2 separate regions of the Mustela erminea genome follow, and region 1 is linked to region 2. Evidence: chromatin contacts called from public Hi-C data. All regions are on one chromosome and are shown on one strand. The core of a region is the stretch at or near the end of the contact, and the rest is flanking DNA. Distances in the headings are between cores, read along the strand shown.

Region 1 (6,406 bases), core at 1,754-4,253, 140 kb before region 2:
CCCTATGCACGGGCCCAGGGCCCAAGTCAGTGGTCCTGGGACTGGGGTTGCACTAATGCTGGCTTTTGTCTCTGTGAGAAAATAGGTGGCCCTCACTTGTTCTCACTGATCCTCCCCTGCCTCCCAAAGGTTCCCCCACGTTCCATCCCTTCAATGTGAGCAAACCTGGAAGGGGTGGGGAACAGATTCTTCTGAGAGGTGTGTCAGCAAAGCTTAACTCTTGACAGACCACACATGAAATCTTCAAGAAGCAAATGTCTTCATTCCAAAAGGCGGTCCCAAGCAGAAGAAGAATAAGTGGACCCATGAACTTCGAGATCTCCCTAGTGCCCAAAAGCAAAGAGCAACTATCTGAAATTCCCACAACCAGAAACCATCTAGAAATTGACCCCTCCTCCCATATGGCATTTCCTAACAAGTGCTGTTTGGATGCAATCATTTCTCTCCACACACCCTTTCCTCCAGTTTCAACAGAATGAAGAACTGCAGAGAACAGGCCTCAGAAAACACTCTTCTGGTGTGGGGGGAGCATGCTCACCCTAAAGCTTCTTGGCCATTCTGTCAGGATCCCTGAAGGGTCTGCACTCACAAGACCATGCTACCAAGATGAACACTGTAACTGGCAACAGAGACAGAAATGGAAAACTAAGGGGCAATGAAGATGAGATTTTCCAGCTCAAGCTACCCCTTTTCATTGAATTTAAGCAAAGGACACCAAATGGCACAAGAGATTAAAATCTCCCTTAAAGAACAACATTTCAGGGTCCACTCGTCAGAACAACTATGCTTTTGGGGGCCGCTTCTCAGATGCAATGATTTCCCAATGATTCTTAAATTATCCGATAATCTAGATGAATATAGTAGCTTATAAGGCCTACATCTGTTCATGCAAAAATGGTGAATACGAAACAGTCAACATCTAAAGCATTCGCATTTTGCAGGGAGGTAGGTGGTATCCACTTCCAGAAACTATTTACTCAAATAACAGGTAGAAACTCAAAAGGTGGGCCAGGGGTGGGGGAGGCAAGTACTGTGTACCAAGGGGAACAGCCATCCAAAAAACCCTACAAAAAAGCTAATTGTGTTACCAGCTAGAAAATTAGCAATAACTTGCTGACTTAACTCCCCATGTCAGATCTAATTAGAAGGTGGCAATAAATGTTTCCAGGTGTTTAATTAAGTGTGATAATTATTTCTTTCCTTTAAGAGAGATGGAGTCATATGTTTACATTTCACAGCATAATGTTTCCTTAGTTAAAACACCGTGGAAACACTTTTGTGTAACACAGGATTGAAACCAGGATAAAAATATCTGCTGTGATAAGCAGCACTTAAAGTGATTTATCAGCACTTGCTCTCGCATGCCAGCGTACAATGGCAACGTAAAGCTGCTCTGTTCTGGTGATTTTCTTTAGCCACACAGCTTTCTGCCGCCCACCCCCCACCACCCGTACACCTCAACGAAAGATTTCTATTCGACATGTCATTTAATTACCAGCATATCTTAAATGAATTGTCAAGGAAGTGGGGGCATTTTATGGGGCTCTCTCCTTTCATAGTAAGAACATAGCAAGAATACAATGAGATACAGAAGAATTCAGAGAATTCAGAGATACAGAAGAATTCGGCAACCAGGGAATCATTTAGGGATGGATTCAAGTACAGTGTCGCTATCAATTAACCTTTTTTAAATTATTTTTTTAAGATTTTATTTATTTATTTGATAGGCAGAGCTCACAAGTAGGCAGAGAGGCAGGCAGAGAGAGAGAGAGGGGAGGAAGCAGGCTCCCTGCTGAGCAGAGAGCCCGATGTGGGGCTCGATCCCAGAACCCTGGGATCATGACCTGAGCCAAAGGTAGAGGCTTAACCCACTGAGCCACCCAGGCGCCCCTAACCTTTTTTTAAATGCAGAAATGTCCTCTACCTTGAGGTAGTATTGACCTCCTGCCCACCCCCCCCATGAAAGAATTTACACAGGGATGCAAGTAACTCAAGGATTTTGTTGTTCCAGGGCTGGGCTCTCAACTCTTGTCCCCTTCCTTCCACCATCCCGCAGGTCCTGCTCTTTCTAACTACTGCTGTGTTTTAGGAAATCAGTTGGCGCTAGCATTACCGTGTCACTGAATGAATGCACACCCTTTTAGGTGTCAAAGTTCGGTTGGTCAGCCGGAGGGGGGTCTTGAACATGCCTATCAGCCTCCCTGGGTCCCAAAGGGCTCATCAGGTGTCCCTCCATCAGGTGCTTAAGGCTCCAGTGTCACCCGAGCGCGCGCAAGGACACACACATACACACACACACACACACACACAAAACTTTCTTCTGCAAAGGCAGCCTCCACCGAACGACGGAGGTAAAAACTCCAGTGCGTCCGTTTTACCACGCGGGGTTGGATTACAATCTCCGGCCAGCACCTCCGTCTGCAACCTGGGGCACTGTGGTAACCCGGGCAGTCTCCTCTGCACAGCACGAGCTGTTAGCAGGCAGCGGGACACATAGCGGGCTCCGCGTCTACACAAGGAAGGACCGGGTCGCGCGTGGGGCTCAGAGGAGGAGGTGGAAGTGAAGGAAAGGTTCGACCCGAGTCTGTGGTAGGGGCTGCTAGCCGGAGGTCTCAGACAGGCGCCGCGGCGCAGAAACTGGGTAAAACTTCGGGGAGTTTCCGGGGCTGTGCGCGCCTGCACACACACTCTGACACACACGCGCTCACATGCACCCACTCACACCCACTCACTCCCGAAAGTCTGAGGGAGCGGAAGGCGCGCCCCTAGGAGCAGCCGTCAGCCCAGCGGCCGGGGAAGCCCCGAGAGGGAGTATGTGTGAGACCCACGCGCCGGGAGGTACTTACTCTGAAGAGAGGGCGCGGCGGCGCCGGGACACAGAGGCGAACCTGGTGATCTGACGGTGCGGAGTTCGCTAGCGGCTCGAACGCTCGCGGGCTTCCGCGGACGGATCAGCAGCGCGGGCCAGACGCGGCGAGAGAAAAGGGGCCACGGGCCAGGGGCGGGGCGGACTAGGCAGAGGGAGGAACAGAGCGGTCGGGGCGGGGCGGGAGACTGGGCGCCAGGGGCGGGGCTACGGGAGGATCGAGGACGCTGGGGCGGGGCCAGGAGGACGAGCGAACGGGCCGGGGGCGGGGCCACGAGGGGCTAGGAGTCCAGAGGAGGAACTGAGAGGAGGAGCTAGGAGGGTGGGGGCAGAGCACGCGGCGGAGGAGGGGCCAGGGGCGGGGATAAGGCGGGGCCCGACGGTCCGGAGCGGAGCTGAGAGGAGGAGCCAGGAAGCTGGGGGCGGGGAGGACTGGGGAGGAGGAGCCGAGTCGGGGATGTGGGAGGAGCTAGATTGTCGGGGGCGGGCCATGAGGAGAAAGAAGGTCGGGGGCGGAGCTGAGAGGAGGAGCTAGGAATACAGGGGCAAAGCGGGTTGAAGAGCTGAGAGGCGTAGAAGGCGCGGGAGAGGAGGAGGGGCAGGGCTAGCGGAAGGACCTAGGAGGTCAGAGGCGGGAAGGAGAGCCAGGTATCCTGGACTGGGCGAACCCAGCCTGACACCGAGGTGGCACGGCAGGTGCCCCGAAGAAGGCAGGGGAGGGCCGGGCTGCGGCGTGCGAGCTGGATCCGGACTGGAAGGAGGGACGTCTGGACGCGAGGGGTCAGGACTGGCTTGAGGGTCACGTTCGGGCCTCGGTGTCTTCAGTCGCAAAAATGAGATACCAGCCTCATAGTGTGTTGAGACGGTTAAATGAGCTCATACAGGTTTACTGTGCCTGGCACGAAACAGGCATGCATGACTGTTACCAACTGTTGACATTATTATTGATTAGAACTATCCACGTAAGCCCCTAAATCCCACTAATTTTTTTTTTTTTCTTTTTCAGCTTCTACTGGCCTCAAGTCTACCTCGCGATGTCTGACGCATTCATGATTCCTGGTTGCCCTTCACGGAGATTGCAGGGCTTCCTTTCTCAGGTAAAGACTTCATTGGCTCCTTGGAAGCCCGTCTGGTCTCAGTCACTTCTGGGGCTTTCACTGTGACTGCTCCTGCCTGTGGGGTCGAAGACTAGCTCTCCCCCGGGATGGGGCAGAATCTGCCTTCCTTCTGCGGAGGAGCCCCGACCCGGGGTAGAGGTTCATGAAGGTGCTGACCTTCGTAGGAGCACAATGAATCCACAAACATCCATTAAACACCTACTATATGGTGGCTCTGTGCAGGGGGCTGTTAATAATAATATTAGCAAAACTTAGTATGGGCAGGTCACCGTCCTAATCCTCACAACAGCCTATAATGTTGCTCTTAGAGTTACCTTTATTTTTTAAAAAAGATTTTATTTATTTATTTGACAGAGATCACAAGTAGGCAGAGAGGCAGGCAGAGAGAGACAAGGAAGCGGGCTCCCTGCTGAGCAGAAAGCCTGATGCGGGGCTGGATCCCAAGACTCTGGGATCATGACCTGAGCTGAAGGCAGAGGCTTTAACCCACTCAGCCACCCAGGCGCCCCTAGTTACCTTAATTTTACAAAGGAAAATGGAGGCATAGTCAAGTAAAATATCCTGCCCAAAGTTACACATTTAGGGAGTGGCCCAGTATGGCTGGGAGACAGGTAATTAAACACTTTGTAGGTGAAGTAGACCAGAAAATCACAACACATTTGTGTTCAATGCCCCAAATAAGAATATGCACAGGGTTCATAGGTGTTTAGAAAAGAACACTGTCCTGTGGTTATACTATGGGAGGGGGGTGTCAGCAAGACCATCCTGAAAGAGGTGATGTCTGAGTTGGGTTTGGAATTAGGAATAGTAGTTTCAGGAGCATCTATAGGGGGAGAAATGGGCACAATCAACATTTTTCAAGCATTCAGGAGGGTTGAGAAAAAGTAGAGCGTAGGTTGGAATGAAGCTAAAATAACAAAAGAGGACCCTTTAAATTCAAGCGCACCTGGGCGTGCCTGTGTGCGTGTGTGTGTGTGTTCTCACTATAGGAGCTAAACAGCATTAATTTGACCCTTCCTTAGTAGAAAGCCAGAAGGATTTTAATCATGGGGGACATATCAATTGTTGTTCCAGAAAGGTCATTCTGAAAAACAGCAAAGAGAATGCCAGAGCCAGTAAACTTGCTTAGGAAGTTACCGAAATATGACAGGTTGGGATACTGTGGTAGGCATTATACTGAATCTGGGATGGATGTCCACTCCCTAATCCCTGGAACACTTTGCAGATGTGCTTACGTGTAAAGACAATGTGATGGGGAGCTTATGCTGCATTATTTGAGTGGGTCTAATCTAATCATGTGAGTCTGTAAAGTAAAAGAGTGGGTCGGAGAGACTCAAAATATGAGAGGAACTGGACCTAGTTCAGAAACCAAGGAATGCGTGGCCTCTAAAAGTTGGAAATGGATCTCAGCCAACAAAGAGTGGGAATCTCAGTCCTGCGGCCACAAGGAAGTGAACTCTGCCAGTAACCCAACGAAGCAGGGGAAAGGGAATCCTCCCTTAGAGCCTACAGATGGGAACTCAGCTCTTGAGGTGACACTCTGATTTTATCCTGTTGAGATCCACACTGGAATTCTGACCTATAGTACTGTAAAATAATAATTTATGTTGTTTTAAAACCTTATATTGGTGGTAATTTGTTGTGACAGTAATAGGAAACTCATACAGATGCTGAAGGCCTGGAGATTGATGGGATGTGGGGGTTGAGAGAAGGAGAGTCATCTAGGTTGATTCATAGGGTTTCTGGTTTGGCAGGCTCTGTCTTTGGTAATGCCACCCATTAGAGGGAGGGACAAAGACATTTACTTTCTAAATACTTCTTGACTCGGCAGTGGTGCAACTAAATTAGGATTAACAGAGTTTGTACACTCCCATCCTTCCCCACCCCCAAATAATTAGAAATGATTCTTGCCTGAATGCCCATGGGCAGTCATATTTGTCACCACCAACTGAGAACTGTGGTAATCTATATGCCGCGTGTAAACTGGACGACTTAGGACAACGCGCCTTGCTTCTGCTGAGCTAGAAGGAGGCGATTGTCGGCATGACTGTTGTGAGAGTCAGCCAGGAGGTCATGGTGCCTCCAAACTCAGCTCCAGGAACTGTCCCCATTGCTTCACTCCTGTCTCCGTTGTTCCCAGCTGCACCCTAAAACAGCACTGCCCAGAGCCCCTTCTATCTTTTACACGGTTCTACAATCTATCTTCAACATTCCTTTTTTTTTTTTTTTTAACATATTTATTTATTTGACAGAGACAGAGAGAGAAATCATGAGCAGGGGGAGTGACAGAGGGAGAAGCAGACTTCCTGATAAGCAAAGCGCCCAACTCGGGGGTTCCATCCCAAGACCTTGGGATCATGACCTGAGCCAAAGGGAGGTGCTTAACGACTGAGCCACCCAGGTGCCCCTGTTTTCAACATTC
Region 2 (6,859 bases), core at 1,184-3,683:
GGGCCCACTGAGTTTGCTTAGGACTCTCACTCCTTCTCCTTCTGCCCCTGCCCCCACTACATGCGGGTCGCAGGGGCTCTCTCCCTTGCTTGCTCGTTTTCTCTAAGATAGGTAAATAAAACTTTTTAAAAAAATCTGGTCTATGGAAATAGATTTTAAAAATAAGGTCACAAAAGAAGCTACATGATGGTGTATAATAACCACATAGAAGCTCTGGTTTATTAGCTCACCTCTTCTTTAAAATAACACCAAGTTTTTATAAACACTTAGAGGGGTCATCTAGGTGTATACCTAGGCCAGTATATTGTATGTACTTGAAAGCTCACACTATGGCATAGATACCAAAAGCTTTCTAAGGAAAAGTTGCTAGAATTTGCATTGGAGAAAGCACTCATACAACTTTAGGAGATGCTACCATCCTATAATCTCCCACTAGAGAACCCCCTTAGGATGCTGCTTATTTCTTCCATCTTAATACCAAGAGCAGAGAGCAATGTCCAGCTATAGGGAGTCTAGAGTAGCTCACTAAGACCCTCAGAGTTCACTCTTCCCCTGAGCATTCAGGCTAGATTAACATTTAGCATCAGAATCTCAAAATTACTACTGTCAAATGCAAGCTAAGGTATGTATGAATCTCTCCACAGAGGAGGTACATACTCTCTCTGAGAATGAGTACTTAGTTGTCACAGATCTAAAAGCACAATTTAGATATGAAATTTCTATACCATGTTAAATTATCACTATTATTTAATCTAAGATTTATTTTGACTGACAAAGACCACAAAATAATTCATAAGTAAAACAGAAGAAACCCTAGGGGATCTGTTAGGCTGTTTACTTAGTTTCACTTGCTTATGTAAAATTAAGTTTTACTTTTATCCTTAACGAAGAGATAACACAAGTTATGGCAAATATCCTCAGTATTATAAATACGTTTAGACAATGGGTATCATATGCAGTACTTACTTACAGTGTAAAATTATTATAAAAACTATAGTTAAAGCAGAAAACGCCACCGCACTGTTAAGTAGCTAGAAGTTTGAGGACTTCCTCCTTCTAGTATCTGAGAAAACCAATGAAAAACTAGTCACGTTCAGTAAATCTTAACCTGGACCTACCACTACACACCAGGAAAGTTTTATGGAAAAACTGTAATGCAACTTTTAGTAATTAATGTGAGCAATCTAAAATAAACAAAAGTTTCCCAGGATTTCTAAACTGTTACATATGGAATCCAAAGGATGACAGGAGAGAATTACTTATGAAAAATCTCTTCTTCTTTCCAAAGTTATTCCTTGGTGAATATGAAGAAAACTACATGAAAACAATGTTTTCACTGGATTACTCAGCGCTAGATGTTGGTAGCAAACAATTAATTGTTATAAGACACCCACTTTTTTTTTTTTAATTACAAAGATACTTGATCTTAAATTGGTCTAAAATTAAACCAATCTCAACTATTTCTACATTTGACAATTTAAGCCTATGGAGCAGGATACCGAAACGCCCTCATACACATTACAACAACGATTTCTGGATAAACGATTTTGATAAACCACCCCAGTCCAAGGACGTCAGACTAGAAACTTTAAAAATCCTACAAAACATTCTAACTTCCGACCCAGTACCTCGATGACGGACATGTTTCTCCCTCCTTCGCTCTCAGAAGCCAGGTCCGCCTGGTCCTAGGGGCGGGGACCTTCGTGGGAGACCAGGGGACCCCAGTGCGGGCGACCAGGCATTCCCGGCCTCGGCCCCGTGAGTCTGGGCCGATCCCGGCTGACTCAGGGGCGCGGACCCGCCACGGGCGACGCTGGAGCCTCCCTCACTCACCGTGAAGCGCTGGTCGCCGACGCTGCCCACGGAGAAGCAGTGGTCGCCAGGGTTCACAGCCCCGGTCAGCACCTGGTGCAGGTTCATGTCTGCGCCCTAGTCCCGCAACGGACGCCGCGTCCGGCTCATGCCCAGGGTCAGCTGCCGCTTCCCTCCTCCTTCCTTCAGGGGCGGCGGCCGCTCTTGGGCGGCGACGGCGGCAGCGACAGGCGCCAGGAGCCGGAGCCGCTCAGCTGGGGCCCGCAGTTCATCCCGAGCCCTGGCGGGCAAGGCCCGGAGGGGGCGGGCCGCCGGGAGGGCGCAGCGCGGCGCTCGTCCGCGCACCTGTCACAGCCCGCGCGGGCCCAGGTGAAGCTCCGGGGCGACTCAAGGGCCGAGACTCCAGGCCGACTGCCCGGAGGAGGGCCGCGCAATCCACACAGTTCTTCTCGGCTCGGGGTGGCTGGCCCAGACCGAGCCCCAGGGGCGCAGACAGCACGCGCTCGCCTTCCCCGCCTGACCTGTCCCTTCCCGGCTCCGGTGCCCGCCACCCCCACTGGCCTTTGCCGCTTACTACGCGTCGCTAGGTCCCTTCAGCCGAAATATCGCGAGACTTCCCGCGGCGAAGAGGGGTACTGCGGTAAAGGACTCACTTTTTTTAACCACAGTTTACTGATCCGCAAGTGGATAAGAAAACGCCTCGTCCAGTCAGATGCTGGCCAATCATGAGCTCCAGTCCACCTAGGGCCCCGCCCACCACTGAGAACAGGCCAATCGCTTGGAGGCGGATGACTGAGTCTGTCGGTTTGAGTGCGGAACAGAAGGACACCGGCAGAAACACAGTGAGCCTAGAGTGAGTTAAAAGTAGTCGAATTATGCTTTAGGATGGGGCTTAATCCGTCGGGTCAGAAAGCGTGAATGGAAGAAAGGCGTATAAATGGAGATGCAGTGTCCTCCGTCCTGGTAGAGACTACAAGTCCCAGCAAGCACCGCTCCCCCTCCCCCCGCCCCCGGCGTCCCTTGGGGACTCCCAAGTGGATGTGACCCCTTCTGGCGTCTCTGTCCCGGCATAATAGTTTCTCCAGCCTTCCGCGCCTCGCTAAGCAGGGTGATTTTGAGAGACTTAAATACTCGACAAGTGTTAAAATCAAGTGTTTTCACCTAAATTTTCCTGAACTTGGGTTTTGAAGAACCGCGGACTATAATTACTGCACCAACCCTAGTTGAGCGTTTGTTTCTGGAAAAATCCCTAAGGATTCCAAAAGATTAGTGTCACAGTTACAACTGCTGGATACTCTCAGTGTATTTTGACCCAATTCTTGTGTTATTGTTGATAAAATATCTGTTTATATTTTTCCTTCCATATATTTAAGCCTCTGAAGTACGGACTGTCCTCTTCGACTGTGTAACCCCAGTGTCTAGCGCAGTGTCTGTCCCAGCATAGGTGTTGGGTAAATGTGAAACGGAGGAATATGAACAGGAACTCTCCACCTAAAAAGAGTAGTTTGTTAAAAATTGCCAAATTGATTTTTATATACTTTTGTCGTGGTTTAAAAAATTTTTTAAAACCTTCATTCAAGATGCTTGGATGGGAGTATTAATTTTATCCCTTTATGCTTTGCGAAGAAGTATTTTTGCAATGTGCATTTTATTTTGCAGTAAAAAGTCACTTCAGGGGCGCCTGGGTGGCTCAGTGCGTTGAGCCTCTGCCTTCGGCTTGGGTCAAGATCTCAGGGTCCTGGGATCGAGCCCCACATCAGGCTCTCTCCTTCGCGGGGAGCCTGCTTTCCCTTCTCTGCCTGCCTCTCGTCCTACTTGTGATCTCTCTGTCATATAAATAAATAAAATCTTTTTTAAAAAGTTACTTAAAAAACAAGCTTAAGAGTCATCTCCCTCTTTTAATTTGAACGATGTCAATAGAATCCTATTATTTATCCCAGTCTCTTTATAAAAATAAGGGACTTAAAACTTAATTTGTCTTTTAAAAAACTTTTATTGAGGCCTAATGTACATACAACTTAATTTCTGTTTTAATTATAATTCAAATCTTATTCAGAGTGGCTTTAAGTTAATTTTACATTTTAGATTCTAACTGAAGTTTTTTGTGTGTGTTCCTACATAAATTGTATCTGGCCAAACGTTTTTATTCATTCTATCCTGCCCAGTTTTTAGTTTTCAAGGGCATGCAGTATAGCAGAATTAAAGAAACTGAGTGACCTAGTAGTTAGGAAATCTGAGATCTACTCCTGATCTTACATTAGCTGTGTGACCTTGGAAAGGTTTTGCTAACTTTAAGACTGATTTTCCTCATCTGTAAAATCAGCAAGTTTAACCTATCAACAACATTTTGCTTGGCATTTTCATTCCTGCAACTCAGTACATCTGTTAGTTTTTATTAAATTCCTTCAGCCTTGAGTTAGACTACCTGAGTTTGAATCCTAGCCTTACCACTCAGACAGGTTATTTAATCTCTCTGTGCTTTACTTTCCTTATCTATAAACAAGAGATAATAGCAGACTTTCTTCATATAATCACTGGAAGGATTAAATAAGAACAGTGTTTGGCACATAGAGTTCAATAGATGTTAGTTGTTACTATTATTATCACTATTACTAAATAAACTTAACCTTTTAATGTATGGTTACTCTTTCTAATGTTTTCCAGTTGGTGTCATACCCTAGTCCAAATCAAACTTTCCAGGGATGCTTGAGACTGTGACAGATGTTCTGAGGACATTCTAGTCTATCTAAAACTGTAGTACTACAGTTCCTAATGAAAAGCAAGGGTATTCTTTTGCTTCTCATTCATCAGAAATACTCCTACTACTTTATTAAATTGCCCATTAAACAACTTGTCTTTGATATATAGCAGATAAACTGTTTCACTGAAATAACTAAATGCTAGTAATTTATCTTTTTTCTTCCTCTGCAACTCCTGCCTACTGTCAGGTTTTATACAGGCCCGAGCTAAGAATGTTTTTTACATTTTTAAATGGTTGAAAATATCAAGAGAAGAACACTTCGTGATAAGTGAAAATCACATAAAGTTCACATGCCCATAAATAAAATTATATTGGAATACATTCATGCATAATCATTTAGGTATTATCTATGGCTGCTTTCATACTACAGATGCAGAGTTGAATACAATTAACCATTGAACAAGGCAGGAGAAGTTCTAGTCTCAAAGGGGAAGAGAGACTTTAATGAGACTTAATAAGTGGTGACAGTGTAATGAACAGCAAACAGACTAACCTCGGAGACCCTGGGGCGAAAAAAGGAGCATATAGGAAGCCCACTCAGACTGAGAATTATTCATGCCTGTTCTTCACTCTCTGATCTCCTGAAATCCTTGTCATTATCCCCCTCCCTGCCACCCTCATCCTAAACTCATTAATATAAATTCCTATCCTCTGAGTCCCTGTGCCATGGGAGCCACCAATAGGGGCTTCAGTTCCCTCTGCCAACATTCAGTAGATGAAGGAGACTGGAAGTAAACAGAGTTCCTCATCCTGTAACAAAGGCTGAATCAGGGGGACTCTGTTGCTGGAATTTCACACAAGCATTTGGAACTTCCTGATTCATAAAAACAAGATGAGGGTGTCTGTGCATCTAAGACACTGACTGCCCCAGGAACTCGTCTGGACTGGCAACAGCAACCTTGCTATAGCAAAATCTATCATGGAGATTACAGGTTAAATAGAAATTCAAGCAACAAAGTAGGACCCCAGCCATCCTTTATGTATTGTTACTATAGAAACATTAATTCTAATGCCTCTAAATTTTGGGGATTGCCATTAAATAAATACTCTTGGCTCACTCTCACTTGCTCAGCTGAAGGGTTCCCACCCATAAGCACTTAAAGGGCAGTTATTTATAAAAGCTACTATTCATTAAACACTGAGTCTACACTATCATAGGTATTTTATTTATTTCATTTAAATCTCAACAAACACTATATTACAAATGAAGAAACCTAAACTAAAAAAAGAGACTAAATATTCTCCAACACCATATTAGATTTGGATCCTATCATCACCCAAGAATTTGAACTCAGATTTTGTGACTGCAAAGACCCTATAAGTGTTCTCCAAAGACCCCTGAATCCCAAAGTGAATACAATCAGAGTCTACCACTTACCCCCTTGCTGACAGTGTGAGAAGAGACAGAGAAGGTGAGATGACTTCTTTATGTTGGATCTTCAGGGATTTTTCTAAGGAAAAGAGCCATCTTCCCCAAATACTTTTCTCTTCCCCTTCCTAAAGATGGAAGAAAAGCTGACTTCCTTACTTTGACCCACTCCCAAACTAGAGAGACCATAGTTTGTTGAAAGATAAACATCTCCAGCCAAGAGACTCCTGATATTTTCCTACCACTAAGGGAAATGTTGTGGGGTGGGACCAGGCATGCTGGGGTTTGGATTCATTTTCCCGCCTCCTTTGCTTTGCTCACATTTCTTTTCCATCGGCAAATGCCAGAAAACACACACAAAAGAAGAAACAAAAACAGCAAGATCAACCTCCAACTGGGCCGCACCCAAGCCCTCCCCCTAAGTCTGCCACACCAGAAAGCTGCAGGGAAGAGGCACAGTACTCCCTTCTCAGATGAGGGGTGGGGATGAGGGGGCAAAGTGAATAAATTAGAATAAGTTAACAAGGGCAGTCAAGGAATGCAACTTTGTGCTGGGACAACACACAAGAGTTGATGTGGGGGGCAAGGGGGTATCTCCAAAGGCTACTACAATAGGGGTAAGACCAGTGGGGGGAGAAGTCAGATTTACCTCCACATTCTTCCCAAACAGAGCAGAAGAATTAAGAGTGGAGGGGAAAGAGATGCACAAAAGGAAAGGGTAGAAATCTACAAATTAGGTAGTTATTCACTTGGTCAAAGGCAAATACTTCTCAGAAACTAAGTAAGTCACACATATACATCAATTGTGGCTTTAATGTGACTATAACACTCCATATGCCAATTGGAATTTTCATTAGAGGGAAGTAGAAGTCAAGAGAAGTCATTTGCTCTCTCTCTCCCTTTCTCTGCCATTGTGG

Evidence for each region. A called contact is a pair of places that touch in the nucleus more often than the background predicts.
Region 1: a contact with region 2 is called in a Hi-C map of spleen, with 4 times the contacts expected there. The contact joins the promoter of TNFAIP8 here to the promoter of DMXL1 in region 2. A contact is called at or near these places in 2 of 3 Hi-C or Micro-C datasets (skeletal muscle and spleen).

What each region holds. Positions count from the first base shown.
Region 1 is chr3:21,290,962-21,297,367 of mMusErm1.Pri, reverse strand. It overlaps TNFAIP8 (tumor necrosis factor alpha-induced protein 8), which reads right to left and starts at 3,003. Exons shown (of 3, transcript XM_032335430.1): 1 at 2,847-3,003; 2 at 539-619.
Region 2 is chr3:21,150,906-21,157,764 of mMusErm1.Pri, reverse strand. DMXL1 (dmX-like protein 1) reads right to left here and starts at 2,433. Exons shown (of 44, transcript XM_032335421.1): 1 at 1,834-2,433. The coding sequence starts at 1,920.